Linked DNA regions of Anas platyrhynchos: region 2 is linked to region 1. A link is a contact called in public Hi-C data. All regions are on one chromosome and are shown on one strand. Each heading gives the region's core, a stretch centred on a gene start, on an enhancer-like site or on the middle of the called end of the contact. The rest is flanking DNA. Distances are from core to core; before and after follow the strand shown. Region 1 has its middle 44 kb from the start of FAM3C. Region 2 overlaps FAM3C (FAM3 metabolism regulating signaling molecule C).

Region 1 (6,004 bases), core at 1,077-3,576:
CTTGTGGGTCCCTTCCAACTCGGGATATTCAGATTCTCAGAAGTTGCCTGATCCCCTCATGCCTCCTTAGGACAATTTCTGTACATCTATGCATGAGAAAGAACTTGAAAAGGAGCTGTTATTTCTTCTTCACTGTAGTGTTTTTCTTTGCACTCTAATTTATTATGCACATATTCATTGCGCGTTCCAAAATAAAGTTTCTTTCACCTTTCACTTTCTAGAAATCAAAGCAAAATGGAGGGGAGACTGAAGTCCTCTTTCATCCTGATGACCAGTTCAATGTGGGAATGTTTGCAAACCAGGATAACAGGTCACAGCAGCTAAGAAGAAAGCACAGTGCATGGAGGATTGTGCGGATTCAACTCAGGTTCCTCAGCCGTGTAAGAAAAACTGAATTTTTCTACCCCAAAATGAGGCAGCAGACCTTGGCTGTTTCTTCCACAAAGAAGGTGAAGAAGGTCATTGTATAGGATGGATAGCTGAGGGAAGAGCCCAGTGAAGCTGGGCTTGCAGTCCCTGCGCATCTGGGCTGATCGAGGGACAGAGGGGTGATTACAGCATGTACTGTGGCCATGCGTCCTACAGCAGGTATTACTTCACAACCTCCTGCCCTCCTGCCCTACCCAGCTGCCCATTCACCTATGCCTCAAAGCAGTCCCAAAACGAGGTCGCACCCAGGGGATATACCCACTACCAACCAAATACCAGGGCTTATTTTCTGAAGAAAAGGACAATTACAAAATAAATGTGATATAGCTTCTTGTAATGAATTGTAGTAGGTACAGCTTAATGCAGAAAGACATAAAAAATACCTACTAAAAACAAACCCTTTTAGTACATAACAAGCCTTTACTCAGCACTGACAATATAATCTCCTATCCTACAAGGAAAGGTTTGCACATGCTTCTCTGTTTCCAAGAGCCCCTTCATTAATATTACTTCTTCGTCTGCAAAGTGAACTCATGACTCCGCATAATCACTCTCCTTTCTGCAGGAAGCAGAACGGAGCCAACACTGCACATGCCATTACTCCTGAAGGGCAGCCTCCAGAGCTGCATTTTAATGAGAATGAGATGCTGTTTTGTCTCTAATGGCTCTGGCACTCTAGTGGGTTTCTGAACATTAATAAGTGAACGTTCTGAACATTAATAAGCATGTCAGAGGAGGCAGGTGACTGCCTAGGTGCTTGCTCCTTTCCTGGCAAATGCCAGAGAAAACATTTTTTTTTTCTTTTATTAACCTAGACTGAAGTCTGAGCTGACACATTTTACATCACATTTGCAGTGAGAGTCTCCAATCAGTTACCAACAACTTGTTAAAGTGCAAGTGAAATAATCTTGTATCTTAGTGAGGAGTGCTTAGGCACAGCTGCGACACCATCCTTTGTATCTTCCCTAGGACAGCTTGGTTAATGTGAAAGAGGAAAGCTCATCTTCTCTGCCTTCTGTTTCTTAAAAATGTATGATAAATGAACTCCAGGTTAATTATACAGGTGCGCTGTCTATAGGAGGCAACATTGCTCTGTATGTTAATGATGAAACCACAGACAGGTCAGTTCATATGTTTTGACTTTAATAAAGCATTCGGATTTTCTGACGTGAGCCCTTTCTTCCAGTGGTGCAGCTACTGCAGTAATTTAGAGCTGAAGCTTTCCCATGTTACTGGGTGTCATTTAACCTTGCTTGAGCTTGTTTATTTATACAGAAAGTGGGGAAAGTAGTGTTTGTTTCTCTCACAAGGCTGTGAGAAAGCTTATCAATAATATCTGCAAAGAGCACTGGGAACCTTGGCTAGAAGAAATAATATAATTTGTTACTGTGATCACATCAGTGCAAGATTTTTTTAGTGTCAATCTGTTGGAGTAGAATTTCTGGGATCATTTAGTCTTTCCAAAAAGACACCAAGATACTTTTCTTTTGGTGACAGAAATACTGATTTGCTATCCAAAATAAAGCCTTTTTTATTAATATATTTTTATATGCTCCTTTATAACCACACAGCCAAACAATTCCACATCTGTAAAGTAAACAAGTAAGAAAAGACTATACTTATACATACATACATATGTATACATATATACGTGTATTGTTTTTTTCCCTAAGGAATAAATATGATTTAGAAAGGGCCATTGGGTTGGATTGCAGAGCTTGAGAAGAAAAGGTGGGAGTGTTTTAGTTGGAAATGTTGCATATATTTTTCTTGTAGTAAAGTAAAACAAAAATATTTTACATTTCTTATGGTGAAGTTCTAGAAACAGAGGTGATAGCCCTGTTCAGATGATGATTCAGTGCGTGACTCACCGTCTGAAGCTGTGTTTGTCTTATGGAAAGGATGCCAGATGCATGTGCTGTTATCTGCTCTCTTTGGAGATGTGTCTGCACATGTGCTGGACGGGGGTGTGAAAGCTCACAGCTCTGATGAGAGCATTTCTGCATCTGCTTGGGAGCCTATATTTAGTCTGCAAGGATAAGGTTCGGAGAACCATCAGGATTACAACGTAGACACTCAATAAATGTAAATGCCACATAGACTTTACAGATACAGAAGGCAGGCTGTCTTAGTCACTTCGTTCCAAACCACCTTCATAGTTAGACATCCAAAAGCCAGCTCTTAAAAAAATTGCCATCTAATCTTCAAGACTCTTTAAGTCCACACAAAGTTTTTCCCCTCTATGTTTTGACACTTAGAAAACCTCATAAACTATTGAAGCTTAAACCAGATAATGATTTGTAAAGTGGTGTTTCTGAGCCTGGGACTCAAACCAGTAAGTACTTATAATAACGAGATAGATTTCTCCCAAATGCATGACGAGATAGTGTGCTGGCAAGTACTACTTTTCTTCCTTTTGTGTAGCTGTTCAAGGGTTAGCATTCAAGATGAAAGAATTTAAGTTTCACCTTTTCTTCTGCTGAAGGGGGTTGGAAGCTGCAAGACTAAACTCTCAGAAGAGCATCCAGACTTGCAGTGAGTACAGCTGTGCGTGTTGTGCTGGAGAATGTGGGCTCATCAAAGCAGTAGCACAATAGGTAGAGGTTACAAACTTGGGAAAGTGATCTTATGATTTGTGCACCTGGAAGGAGACCTGGCTTCTGATTAGGGCTCAAAGTATTGATGAGATCCAGGACTGTCCTGCTTTTCTAAAGGTCTGATGGCACCAGGTGTTAAACTCAGCATAGCCATGGTGCCAAGAGACACAGGTTTCCCCTGCGCAACAGTAAGACCATTGACTGATACTCACCTCAGACAAGTGCACAAGTGATTTCTGTGCAAAGCAGGAATTTTAGGTTATGTGATTTGAGGATTACCTCCATAAATGTGATGGAGCAGTCCAGAGAAGGGCGACAAAGCTGGTGAGGGGTCTGGAGAACAAGTCCTACGAGGAGCGGCTGAGGGAGCTGGGCTTGTTCAGCCTGAAGAAAAGGAGGCTCAGGGGCCACCTTATTGCTCTCTACAGATACCTTAAAGGAGGCTGTAGCGAGGTGGGGGTTGGCCTGTTCTCCCACGTGCCTGGTGACAGGACGAGGGGGAATGTGCTAAAGTTGCACCAGGGGAGTTTTAGGTTGGATGTTATGAAGAACTTCTTTACCGAAAGGGTTGTTAGACATTGGAACGGGCTGCCCAGGGAAGTGGTGGAGTCACCATCTCTGGAGGTCTTTAAAAGACATTTAGATGTAGAGCTTAGGGATATGGTTTAGTGGAGGACTGTTAGTGTTAGGTCATAGGTTGGACTCGATGATTTTGAGGTCTCTTCCAACCTAGAAATTCTGTGATTCTGTGATTCTGTAATACAGCAACCTAATCAGTGCCAGCTGAGGACCCCAACTCCCTGGCCTACCACAGGAAGGCCATCAGCTCCACTGCCCAGGCTCAAGGAGAGACTCTCACAAGATCACTTTAAGACTGGGCAGAGGGATTCCAGCCAACAAGGATATGGGAACTATTACAGTAGGTTGGAAAGAGTATTTGGGGTATGTGAAAGAGTTATGGGATATTTAGAGGAGGACCTGAAAGCGGGCAAAGGAAGAGATTGAGGTTGTTTGAGAAGGAGCAAGAGTGGAAAAAATAGAAAAAAAAAGGAAAAAAGTGGGGGGGGAAGGGGATAAAAAGGGTCTATTCATATGCAAACATGTTGCTGGTTTGTACACTTGTCTGGTCATGCCCTTCATCTGATCCTCACAGTCTATCCTATCTTCTTGATGAGTCCAAACTCTTTTCCTGGGTGCTGAGATCTCTACTATGTGTGTGTCTGGGGCCTGAGGGCAGCTGCTGGAGGGGGACCAGCAGTCTCAGGAGCCTGTGTGTCTGTCTGGGCCACACCCTGAAGAAAACAGGGGCTCCGAGAGTTGGTTACTGCAGGGACTACAAGGTCTCATATTGGCTACTCAAGAGATTGTGGGGTCTGTGAGTTGCTACTGGAGGGGCCATAGGTCTGAACCAGCTACTGGACAAACCCATTTGCATGTGTGTATCTGTGCATGAGGCCAGGGGGTCCAGGGCCAGCTACTGAAAAGACCAAATGTGCACGGATGGCTGCTGGGGTGTGTGTGTGTGTGTGTGCAGGTCAGAGCAACTGCAGTGGGGCTGTGGCTTCAGGGGCTCCATGTCCGGGCACCACCAACTGAGAGGGTTGGGGTCCAAGGGAAGCTACTGGGAGTATGCATGTACAAATTTTCTACTAACAGTCTTTCAATGCAATCAGCCCCAGAGCGGAGCAGGATCAGTCTGTTTGTGCTGTATCAGCTTACTGTTGCATTTTCTGTCTGTGTTAATCTATGTGGCCAGCTATGCATGTATGTAGATAAATCTATGTCTGTACACATCCATGTATACATGCATTGAAAGTGTGTGTGTCTGTGCCTACTGGGGGTACACACTCAGGCTTACTACTGGCTGGATGTGAGGAGATGAAGTTGTGGCGGCCTTGCCTCTATTGGTGTACTAGATTTGGTAACTTCTAGCAGGTACAGTACAAAGTTATGAATTTCAGCACCCTCGAGGCAGAACGAATCCCTTAAGAGAGAAGGAAAATGAAGATATCTCATTTACAGTCAAGGCTGCCTCCTAAAGAAGGCTATGAAGCTAGGGCAGGTTGAGGGACATTATTGATACCCTGAACAAGGCATCTGCATTTGAGAAGGGAGGTCTCTTAAGAACTAGCCTAGGTGGCTACCTGATCATTGAGCCCGTTTCTCCAGATCATAGACTGCTCCCTTACATTGAGGCAATGGATTCAGTCTGCAGAAAGCTTTTACTGTTTGGCTGACATAATAATACATGGTGTTATGGTAGTTTTTCTAAACACTTCTCTTGATTATGAAAAGTTCAGACTTGTTTAGTCATGTGAAAACGGGAAAGGAAAGGAGTGACACATATGCTGCTCATTTTTTGAGTGGGAGAACTGGATGGCACAGAAGTAGAAACTACTGTTTCTCAGGACTGTAAATAGCATTCTAGCTCATACAAATGTCCAAATACAAATATATGAGCAGATAAAAAGATAAAAGAAAGCTCAGCATTAACAACGAAAAGAAACAGATTCTTGTGTTTATTGGCTGCTGTCATCTTTGCAAGTCTGGTCCTGGGAAAAAGCCTACTATACAACAAATAAACACATCTGCTAATGTCCTGTCCCCACAGAAATCATGTGGAATTTTGCAACTTACTTCAGTGAAACAATAATTCATCAAAAGTTTTTTAAAAGCATGCAAGAATGCAAAACATACTGCATAGTATCTTAGTCTGGCCAAAGGTACTGGGAAAAGTTCCACCAAACTCTACTGGAGAAGAATTTCTTAGTGAACAGAATGAGCCTTTGACATAGAAAAGGACAAAAAACAAACAACAAACAACACAAACAAACAAAAACTCTTGGGAGCAGCTGTTAGTCCTTAATATTGCATCAATGGTATTGTACATGTATTTTGTTCATAATGAAGTATAATTAGAAATATCATGTGGTTTCTAGGGATTAGCTGAATCATAAATGGGCACTGGGAATAGTTGT
Region 2 (6,004 bases), core at 939-3,438, 70 kb before region 1:
ACAACGTCAGTATTTGATGGAATGTAGAGTTTTGTTTTTAATAGATACATCACATAAAATCTGTAAGACAAGGAGAAAGACTGGCAGCTATATAATATGGAACTGGGAGGTTTGTTTTTGAACAGACTGAGACAATTTAGGAGGGCAAAATAGGATTAAGTGAGTATTGTTCAAATCATGTGTTAGGTGATATAAACCTGAGTACGATCCAAAAATAATATGAATTTATATTGCTGTGAACTGACAAAGTACTATCTCGCTGCTACAAGAAATTGCTTCCTACATATAAAGGACAAAATTGTCAGTACTGACGTTCAGTTTAGCTTTCAAGCTGACACACAGGTAAATTTATTAATGGAAGTTAAGAATCCTGAATATATAACATGGATGTATTTGGGGACAAGATCTCTATATATGGAGTAATAGAATATACTGATTTCAAACTAGGAAATAATGAACTGTCTTTTTCATGTAGTAACACTGTTAAATAGGTTTCACTGAAAACAGTATGAGAAGAATTTGGTGTACAGAATTTTATTAGTGGTGGCAATATACAAATTCAAGAGACACACCATTAGAAAGTTATCTGATGTATCGCTAAAATAATGACAATGGAACTCTGCATTATCACACATTTCCAGAAACAAAAATGCTCTAAGTTTTTCTACTTTCAAACTGTATACTAACAAAAACATGTAAGTACCAAAATTTGACGTTATCTCCGTGTACGTATGCTGAATACTGCCTCTTATCCTCCTCTTTGTACTTCATCATCCCTTAACAGGGCCTTAAATTTCAGGAAGAATTTTAAAATGAAGACACTGCTCACTTAAACATCACTTACCATTGACCAAGGCCACATTTATTCCTCTGCCAACATTATTTTTAACTCCACTCATTAAACTGAAACAAAATAAACAATTTAATTTGTAATAGGACAATCTTCTGATATGTAGTATTTCAATTTTAAATAGGAACGATTAAATCATAAGATGTGTATCTTAAAGACCATGTGCCCATGAGTACTTAAATGAAGCAAAGTCTCCTACGTGCCTTTACGGAACCACTGAACTGAGAATGATAGATCTAATGTCCCTAATTGTACCCACTTAGCTTGAAAAAAAAGATGATTAAATGCTCAAAGTATGTGTGTATTAAAAATGCCAACAAAAGTAAAGTGCTATCAGTGCAGTTAAGGAAATTCCTTGAAGTTAAGGAGCCTGAAACATGAAGAACAATTTGAGGGGCTTAGCACAGTCACGTAACCAACATTTTATACTTTTTTTAAGCATAGGATGAACAAAATCGTTAATGAGTTTAAAAGTTAACTGAACCAAAGTATTTAAAATGAATACTGCAGCATCACAATACTAAACAAGAAAGTCAATGTAGACATGTTTCCTATGACAGACAGAAGTAACTAAGTCCAAGGGAAATAGTCAATATATTGATGGGACTTTAAACAAAAAGTGACTATAATCTTGGAGTACCATTAGACATCCCAACAAAACCACCACAGTCTACGACAACAATTACTTGGCCAAACTCAGAGCAGAAAAGGAGCTCAGAAAGTACAGAGACACTGTGAAATGGCAGCTGTTCAGAGCTGTAAAGAAGAGCTAATGGGAATGTTAAGACTGTTAGCTACGGTGCCTTGGGCCATGGTGAGGGTACCACTCCAGTGAGAGGAAGCTCACAGATGATCTCATTATTTTTCACTGGCACTGTATGAAGATCTCCGTTCTACCTACAGGCCCTAAATATTCCAGCAGTTCCACTTTGAAGCTAGGACTAAAAGCATTAACATAAGCAAGGAGAAACAGGAATAAGGGTTAAAACCCTATGAGGACAGTTAAGAAATCTTCAGCTCAGATTTAAGAAAGCATTTCAGCATAAGCATACTGGAGCATATCTCATCAATTCCAAACACACTCTAATAAATGTGTTAATTCCTTCCTGACCAGGGCTGCTTTGACTTCCCTAGCTTGCTCTAAGAAGGGGCTGGCAAGCTTGTACAACCCTTCTATCTTCAAAACTTTTATCAGGTAACTTCTTTTGTGGCCACATGATTTTCAGGTCATGTCTGAGCAACTATTCAATGTTTCACAAGGACTGCATGCTTGCACACACCACTGCAACATCCCATACTAATTCATTACTCATCCCATACTAATTTGTTACTCACCCCATTCTAATTCTTTACTCATGAGCTAGCAACAAGAAATGCTCTGTTACAAAGATGATGATAGAACCTTCCTCTCTGATGGTGTCCGTTGCACTTAGGATGAAGATACAAGCCAAAATTTAGATCAAATTCATACAGACAACACCATATCTGGGACAGACTCAGTATCAGCGATTTCAGAGAGGCAGTGAATGCCCACTAGCTAATGGCAACTCTTTGTATGGTGGCTTCAGTTTTATAGCAGTAGTAATCGGAGATGAAAGATACCATATTCTTTTGTCAGCCCTCTAACATATCATCTGCCAAACATTTGTGATTAGAAGAGGACTTGTAATTTTCTTCTAAAATATGGAATTCAGTTTTGGTCAGTAGGGAGTTACAGAAGCATTTTAGCCGCTGGAAGTCCATTACTTCTGTGATCACATCATTTTCACATCATGTCTAGGCATCAATTCTAAGCAACAGAAACATATGGCAAATAGACTGAAAAGAAATAAAACAAAACCAATGAAGTTCTGAATGCATTCCTTTGGTCATAGAAGATGGACTTTAATTTACTAAAAAGATTAAGAACTTAGTTTAGTTTTTAACTACGATTCTCAGTAAATAAACTGAAGTCAAAAAACTTCCAATACTGGGTTAATTAGGCACTGAAAAACCACACACACCTAACAGCTATGATGGACTTCAGATACCAAAAAATCCTGCAAATATGAATACCAGAAATAAAATAATTATTAAAGGTGGATGCTGTAAGATCCTGCTATATGGTTACTGTTGCACAAACATGGAACTGGCTTCTTTACAGAAGAAAAACTGCATGTTGATAGTAAAGAGGTATAACTCTATTGCTCCTTTTAAACCCATCACATAGCAACCACAATATTTAATATTTTGACAATGACTGCAGTATATTATTTTTTAGTTTGGATTATGCCCTTCCAATACAGAAAAGCAAGACCATAACTGAACATCTACAGAGCAGAGCTCCCACCACAGTCCAAAATATCTATACAATAAAAAGGAAACACTGAGCACTTAAACGCACTCCCAATTACACTAGCAGTTTCACTACTGTCAAACTAAATGACACCCTTGTTTAATACAGAGCAAAAGCTTATGCTGTAAACATTACAAACAATTTATGAAACCTTGTTCCTGCTTCTGTGTCTTGGAAGCACAAGGAAGACTATCAAGAAAAATTCAGCAATCCCGACTTAACCAGAAAATGGCGTTTTGCAGGATTGTCAAAAACATCACTACAAAAAGAGCTACTAAAAATAAAGTAAGTCCCTTCACAGTTCTGAGACACTGCTTTACACACCTGAGATGGCTTGTGTGCTGTCACAAATACTAGTGGGTGTAATGTGAATGCTTTCTCACAGGAGGGCAGTAGTTTACCAGTTTTAGAATTCTTCCGAAAACTCACAATCAAGAAATGATGTCAGCTTTTGAACGAGAAGTCAAATGTATTATGAACAAAGGAGAAGATAATATAAAATTAATCAATCCTGCTGACGGACACTTCAATAGACTTTAAAAATCCTCCTCAGAAGGAACTAGCAAAGCTTTTTGCCAATTGAAACAGAACTTAAGACCCCAATAGTTATGCAGTAAGTTGTACACCAATATTAAAAGAATAGAGGATTTCTTGACAGTCACTATTTTTCATCACTTGCTTAAATGAAATATTCATATTGTTGTTCATGTCTCCCCAAAAAAATCTCTCCTTAGTTAACCAGTAAGCAAGACACTTAAAAAGCCTACAGTCCTGATGTTAAAATATTACTTGCAGTCTCATAACTTTTCATCAGTGAATCACCCTAAATCTTTGCAGATATTAAGCTTCCTAGCAACCAGGCTGAGATGCTGGCAAATTTTGGAACATGAACAAAAAAATCTCTCTGCAGGGAGACTGGATAAGATTTTCCAAGGCTGTAAAAGGAATGAATGCTACGAATGAAGAGAACCAAGCAGCTAGAAATAGTTTTTAGATCACATAAAAATATTTTTTTCATTTTATTTTAATTAGAGAATAAAGTGATGGAAAATATAATCCAGTACTTACAGATTTTACAGACCTAAACAGTAACTGATCGCTTATCCTATTTATGAGTTTTGCTGTTCACAGAAATGTTGCCATTTGCTCTAGAATTAGTGCTGACTGCTGTATGTGCTATCTGTACCACCCTGTACTTACATAGCATGGGCTGCGAAACAGCTAAACTGGGGTAGTTTAAATGTAGATGGAAGGCAAAGGCTGATTATTAAAAAAAATGTATTTATTACTTCTGACAATGCTAACAGCATGTCTTTGCTGCCACGTCATTCAAAATTGAGTGGATAGATTATATCATACAAAATGGCATGCTGTGGGTGACAATGAGCAGTAGCAACCTAAGAGCAAAGAAACAGAGTCTAAAAATAAACATTAATATTCTAGTTATAAGGATTACCCAAAGTTATTCAGTTAAATACTCTAGACATAATATTGTTAACAATACTGTGTTGAAAATACTGTTATTAGAAATACAGGGCTTGAATAATTTTTCAAACAGTTCCTTTCTTCAACAAGGCTAAGTGCCAGGTCCTGCACCTGGGGCACAACAACCCCATGCAGTGGAACAGGCTTGGGGAAGAGTGACTGGAAAGTTGCCTGGCAGAGTAGGACCTGGGAGCACTGCTCGACAGCCAGCTGAACATGGGCCAGCAGCATGCCCAACCAAGGCCAACAGCATGCTGGCCTGCATCAGAAAGTGCCAGCAGGACCAGGGAAGTGACTTAGCTCTGGTGAGATCATATCTTGAGTACTGTAGTGAGTGGCCCAACGCAGAACACAAGAAGGATATTGAGTTGTTTAAGTTTGTGCACAGAACAACGAAGCTGGTGAAGGAAGTAGAAAGCAAAGACTTATGAGGAGTGGGCTGAGGGAACTGTGGTTCTTTAGTCTGGAGAAGAGGAGGCCAAGGGGAGACCTCATCACTCCCTGCAACTACTTGAAAAGAGGCTGTAGTGAGGAGGATGTCGGTCTTTTTTTCAGGTGACAAGCAATAAAACACAAGGAAACAGTCACAAGTTCCACCAGAGGAGGTTTGGATTAGATGTTAGAAAGAATTTCTTCAGGGAAAGGGTTGTCAAGCATTAGAATGGGATGTCCACAGAAGTGGCAGACTTCCCATCCCTGGAGGTACTTAAGAGAAATGTGAATATGGCACTACAGTACATGGTTTAGTGATGGGCTTGATTGTTCAGGTTGATGGTTGGATTAGAGGTTGAAAAAGACCTTCAAGATCGTAAATGATTCCAAATCATTTCACAGTTCAATTTTTCAGTTTAATTAATAGTGCTGATGGTAACTAACTACCAATCTTTAAAACACTTTTTCCTTTTGAAGAAATGTGGTAAAGAAAAGTTGAAAATATGTTCTGTCTCCGGTACAACATAAACAGATAATTTAAAAGATGACTTGCAAAAGACAATCCACAGCAGTTTTAGCTGATTACATTCAATTAGAAGTACAATGAGTAATTACTTAAAAAGACAGTTGTGCACTGAATTACAATTACAGACACAAGAACAAGTTACTTGGAGGCAACACTGTATCTAACTGCGTGAAGTCTCACTACTCCAACAGTCTCTAAACCTAAAATAAATGGTTAGCTATCTTGCATGTATTAAAATTGCATATATTTCAGCATTTACTGCAGTGTATTAAATGTGTTTCATCAGAGATTATACTTCGTTATAACTTAATTTTTTCATGTGGTCATACTGTAGGCAAAACAAGATCTGCAAAGAATCACTTAAATTAACGATTTT

The links. Hi-C and Micro-C count contacts between places; a contact is called where the count stands out from the background.
Region 2: a Hi-C map of liver shows a contact between it and region 1, with 4 times the contacts expected there. The contact joins two enhancer-like sites. A contact is called at or near these places in 4 of 8 Hi-C or Micro-C datasets (F1 follicle, liver, skeletal muscle and 1 more).

The regions. Positions count from the first base shown.
Region 1 is chr1:24,356,928-24,362,931 of IASCAAS_PekinDuck_T2T, reverse strand. No RefSeq gene overlaps it. Among named protein-coding and RNA genes, the nearest start is that of FAM3C, 44 kb to the left of the region's middle. Within about 2 kb of position 2,326, at least 2 of the 8 cell types and tissues checked have an H3K27ac peak or open chromatin away from gene starts, as enhancers often do.
Region 2 is chr1:24,426,720-24,432,723 of IASCAAS_PekinDuck_T2T, reverse strand. FAM3C (FAM3 metabolism regulating signaling molecule C) reads right to left here. Exons shown (of 10, transcript XM_038185043.2): 6 at 845-903. Among named protein-coding and RNA genes, the nearest start is that of FAM3C, 25 kb to the right of the region's middle. Within about 2 kb of position 2,188, at least 2 of the 8 cell types and tissues checked have an H3K27ac peak or open chromatin away from gene starts, as enhancers often do.